Regions from separate parts of the Athene noctua genome. Here region 1 is linked to region 2. The links are chromatin contacts, called in public Hi-C maps. All regions are on one chromosome and are shown on one strand. Each heading gives the region's core, a stretch centred on a gene start, on an enhancer-like site or on the middle of the called end of the contact. The rest is flanking DNA. Distances are from core to core; before and after follow the strand shown.

The links. Hi-C and Micro-C count contacts between places; a contact is called where the count stands out from the background.
Region 1: a contact with region 2 is called in a Hi-C map of heart, with 3 times the contacts expected there. The contact joins the promoter of ARL8B here to the promoter of ITPR1 in region 2. A contact is called at or near these places in 2 of 2 Hi-C or Micro-C datasets (heart and liver).

Annotation. Positions count from the first base shown.
Region 1 is chr10:12,447,108-12,449,807 of bAthNoc1.hap1.1, forward strand. ARL8B (ARF like GTPase 8B) reads left to right here and starts at 1,395. Exons shown (of 7, transcript XM_074914020.1): 1 at 1,395-1,631. The coding sequence starts at 1,509.
Region 2 is chr10:12,200,878-12,203,577 of bAthNoc1.hap1.1, forward strand. ITPR1 (inositol 1,4,5-trisphosphate receptor type 1) reads left to right here and starts at 1,320. Exons shown (of 62, transcript XM_074914301.1): 1 at 1,320-1,342.

The sequences.
Region 1 (2,700 bases), core at 145-2,644, 250 kb after region 2:
TCCTGTTTTATATCCATCAATGTCTCTTAATTTGAATCATGAAAGTTTTTCTGCAACATCTTAAGGAGTCCTGGAGGAAAAGGTTGTACTTCATGTGAAAGTATTCTTAATCCCTGGGCATCTTGTAGACCCCTCATGATTTTGTTTCAGCTACATCTTCATTTGCTCAGCTCATGTCCCTCCTGCCTTGGCCTCACACTGCAAGGTCACCGCTTAACTACCTGGAGAGATGGAGCTACACCATTTGTGAATGATACAAATATTGGGATCCTTGGCGGACAAATGTTTAAGGAAGGTGTGGAATTTATTATGTAAATGAAGATGCCTAGAGCTTGTAAATCTGTATTACCCTGATCACTGTTCCTTCTAAAAAACATGCAGGCGTGTGCAATGGTTTGAGTTCTCATTCTGCTGTTCTTTAAAGTTGGGGGATTTCTAATTTCCACCTGCTTTACTGTACAGAATTAGGCTCAATTTGGCCAGGAATGAAAATAACCAGTTACCTGACTGCAACAGCAGCAAGGACCACAGTAAATCATCTGAAAAGTCCATGCAAAATGCACGGGTTCCTGGCAGAAACTTCTAGAGAATGGCTGGTTATGTGTGAATAACTGAGAATAACGAGGTCATGTGAGCTGACTGGTAGTTTTTGTTAGTTCTAAGAGCACGCGCACGGTTTTATGAGGTATTTCACTTAAAAAATAATCTGCATTTGTCCTGTGAAAATATTATGGCTAATATTACTTAATCCCTAGTCCTCTGCAAACTCAGGATTCGCCTGCAGGCTGGCTGCAGCTCAGTGGTTCAGGGAACAGAAGAGCAGCTCTCATGTGGACAGCCCAAGAGACCAACAAACTAGAGGATGCACTAAGAAAAGCCCCCCCAATCGATTTCCTTTGTAATTGGAGCTTTGGCCCACCACACATTCTCGGTGGGGCCCTGCTTTCCCCCCTGCTGCGTGGCAGGGTGGCTCTGAGGGCCCTGGCAGGTGGCTGGGGCACCTCCGTGGGACCATGTGGAGGAGGCGGATGGGGATGGGAGCCAGAGAAGTGGGCTGCAGAGTTGGGGTGTCCGACACGGCTGCGGCTTGGCGCCCAGGCAGCCCTGAGGGGCCAGGACGCTCACTTGCCCAAGACGGCGAGGGGGAGGCGGTGCGAGCCGACACCCGTCACCCACCCAAGATGGCGGAGCCCGCGGGCTGCCGGCAGCCGCCCCGCCCCGCCCCGCCCCGCGCGGCGCGGCCCCGCCTCCTCCCCGCCCCCCGCCGCCGCCGGTCCTCCCCGGGCGCGGCGCGGGCGGCTGCCGGCAGGGGGCGCTGCGGCGCGGCGCAGGGCGCAGGGCGCTGGCGCGGCCTCTCTTGGTGCGCCGCGCGGGTCATATGACCGCGGCGCGGGGGCGAGCCGGGCCGTGTGGGAGCGCGCGGGTGTCCGACAGCCGCCGCCGCCGCCGGAGCCTGTCCCCGGGCTGAGCCTGCCAGTGCCCCCGGCCCGCCCGCCGCCGCCGCCATCATGCTGGCGCTGCTCTCCCGGCTGCTGGACTGGTTCCGCTCGCTCTTCTGGAAGGAGGAGATGGAGCTCACCCTGGTGGGGCTGCAGTACTCGGGCAAGACCACCTTCGTCAACGTCATCGCGGTGAGCGGGCCGCGCCGGGCCGGGGGCAGGCCGCGGCGGGGCCTGGCGGAGGTGGGGGGGAAGCCGCGGGGCCTTGGTGGCCTCAGCGGTGCCGGCGGGGCGGCGCGGCCTGTGCGGGCCCGGCAGGAGGGGGCTGGAGCCGAAGCAGCGGCCGGGCCGGGCCCGGAGCGGCCTGGTGCTCGGCCTGGCTGTCAGCAGCCTGCGGCTGGCGCCTGCCTGGGCTCCCCCCCGGTACACGGTCTTGTCCCTTACGCGTCGTATGTTGAGCAGGACTGCGGGGATGAAGCTGTTCCGCGGGGCTGCCTGGGATGGGGAGCAGGCGTGTCTGCCCTTGCTGGGTAGGCTCGTAGGAGAGGTGGCTGAGCCAGCCGTATCGAGCCTTGATAGCATGCTCTGCCTCCAGAAACCTTTGTGTGCTAATGGGCCCCTGAAAACACTGATAGCCGTATCAGAGCACCGCTCCACGGCGTGCTCTGAGGGCTTGTTTCAGTCAGCGCATTAGTACGGCTGGGCTTGTGTTAGCATAATATGAAGATAGCATAATGTGTCTGCAGCTACTTTCTTCCATTTGACTTTTTCTTTCAGTGGTCCTCAATAAATGATTTAAATGTTTCTCACTCATGGTTCTTATCTTCAGTTTTTTGCTTATGTTGATTACTAAGACCTGTATCAAATAATCTACTTTCTCTTAAGGTATGCACTAAGAAGTACAACTTCCAAGCCTAACAGCAGCAGACTGCTGAACTTGGGCCTACTTATCTGATGATCTGCCTGAAGCAGATGAAGGAAGGGTGTGGGAATCCTCCTGCATGAAGCTTTTCCATTGCTGAACAAGATAAAGAGTTACTTACTTAAATGGTTTATTTGACTTTGTCAGTGTCCTGTTCTGTGGATGCATGTGACAGAAAACACTCCAGAGACAAGCTGGAGTTCAGAAGCCCTTGCAGGGAGACTGAAGCGGGAAACCAGGGTACCTTTTGGTTTTGCAGGGAGCATGACTGATTGAGTACAGTGAACCTAGAATGAGCAAGCTGATATCTTCAGCTGTAGATTGAGCAGACCTTCAGCC
Region 2 (2,700 bases), core at 70-2,569:
TGTCACTTCAGATCTGAGCAAGTTAACCCTCTAGAGAGAAACGTGTTAGAAATGCGCGTGGAAGTGTGCGTTGTTTTGCTGATTTACAGCCTGTGGCAATGTAACTGCATCCTCACATGCCAGAATGCCAACGTGAGGAGTGTTGCAGAAAGCTGAGCGTTCATATCTCACTGATCGTTCAGCTGAACAGGTTATCAAAGGGGAGGGTGAATAGCTCTGACAAAATGGGATGCCAGATGAAGCAAATTTTTTGGTTAGGATGTTAGATAATGTTTCTGCTTTTGGAGTAATCTGATACCAAGCTGTAAGGAAAGATACTGGATCCAAATGTCATGATGTACACAAACAGTTCATTCTCTGCTCATCCCTGCCATGTGCATGATGTCTGCAGTCAGGAGATGGTAATCGCCTTGCGTATACGTGTAAGAAATTTGCAATCACAGGAGGCCAAAAACCGACTACTGCCAAAAGGCTGTAGCTTTTTTTTTTTTTTAATTTACGGAAATTCTTTTGTAGCAGTTTAGTATGAAGCTTTTAGAAACATTTTTTTTGCATCTTGGCCCATCCTATCCACTTCTTCATAAGTTCAGAAATCTGCCAAGAAGTTCTGAAGAAAAAAGTTTTGTTTGCAGCCCAGATAGGTCTTGTCTGCATCCCACTGTGAGAAGAGCCGTGTGGGCACAAAGGCAGATACATACTTGAGCTGGCTGATGAAGCTTGATCTAAAGGGTTAATTGAAAACTTATCTTATGATTAAAATAACTCTGCAATCCTTGGCCACTCCTCCGTCTGTAAGGGTTAAGTAGATTCAGTTGCTAATGCTCTTTGAGATAAGGTGATACAGTGTTTTGAACCTTTGCTTCAGAAGAATGACTTGTGCTCACATTCTAGAAAATTACTGTTGGGGGGCAACATGTACAAGTCAACTTGGGAACTGGAGCCTTCATCTGTAAAGAAACCCAGCCCATCAGGTTTTTCTAGATCAGCAGGGCTCAAAGTAGGTCCCCTGGCCACCAGTGGCTCTCCACACGTGCTCATCATGTGTTGGTAGTGGCTCCTCCTCTTCGGCTGCTTGTCACAGGCACTTAGGTTTTAGTCTCAGACCTGGGTGCCTGCTGAGGTGTCTAGGAGAGGAGAGCAGTGAGCTTACCCGTGTAGGGGTTGCTGCATTGGGAAGACAAGTGGCGACTTAGAAGCCCTTGATAGGAGAGACTTGCTAGTGGAAGAAGAGCGTTAACTTTATAGCCAGTACGGACCCAAGGCTACCAGGAGGCATCCACCAAAGCCCAGCCGTGGAAAACGACACCAGTGCCACCATGGAGGCCAGAGAGCCCCCACCAAGGTGCAGTATTGGTGAAGGGAAAAATGGGAGGTGCAGAGCATGGGAAGGGTGAAAGCAGTGTGCAGGTGGGGTCAGAGGGAGATGAGCAGACACGGGTGGGTGAAGGCTAGTGAGATGGACAGACAGAATGAAAATACTTGGGTAAATTTAGGGAGTATTGCATTTCCTAAAGAGTGTATATCTTGTGAGGAAGGAAGCTTGGAGGCTTGATGTGAGGAATGGGGATGTAGAAGATAGCCCCTTCTGTGGAAGCCTCAGCAGATACATGGCCATGCAAAATGAAGTTGGGACTGTTCTGTACACTCTTCTTCCCTGGCCATTTTTCTTCCTTGGCCAAACTCCAGTTGGTGTTATAAACTCAGCATTCTCTCTTTCCCCATGACATTGGTTGCCCTGGTTCTCTTGGCCTGTTCCAGCTCTCTCCTAATAGAAATATGCTGGAAGACATAGTGTGCTTGTAGGGGCCTCATCCAGAGGCTGACATCTAAGCTGCCTTCTCCCATCAGGGTTAGAGCCAGTAAGTATGGACTTCAGTAAGTATCAACTTCAGTAAGTGCTGCTTACTTTTAATGGGATTGAAAAGGTGCTGTCAGGTCATACTTGGTTTGAAACAAAAAATGACTTCTTTCCCCTGACAGTGTATCTCTAACAGATTTTATTTTTTCAGCTTGCTGCAGATGCCTGTCAATAGGATCCGTCAGTCGTGTTTCTTACACCAGTCTGATGGCTGCTGTATAAGATATTGCTGTCAAAGTGTAACTTCTGCCTAGTGCGTTGTTATGCGTGTGTTACTTATGACCCGAATTTTCTGTAACTAGCTTGTCTGGCTGCACTGGGCAAATAAAAAAAAAAAATAATCAGGCGCTCTTCTTGAGGAGAAAAGGACACTGTGCACGTTTGCTTTTCTGTATTGAGGATTTATTGAGGTTTAAGTTAACAAAATGAGTTACTTCATCTGTTTCTCCCTTTTTCTTAAACTGACTTTTGTTGCACCTATGAAATAGTAATTTCTGAATAACTTCGTTATTGATATGGTAAAAAATTTTAGAAATTTATCTGTGGAGGGGCAAATAGTATGAATAGAACATAATTAACTTGGCTGTCATCTTGCTGTGTTGATTTACATGCCTCTTCCAACTTCCTTCACGAAAAGGGGGAAATGTATGCTTGAGTAGATGTGCAATGAGACTGATTTTCCTCCTGGGATAATAGGGGCTGTGTGGATGGGGGATGGGGATTCAAGAGACCTGGATTCAAATCTGAGCTCTGAGTCTGACCCACTGAATGTCCTTGAGAAAGTCATAGTACTGTGCTGCTTCCTCCTTCCCCTCTTCCACACCCTCCATCTTGCCTGTTCA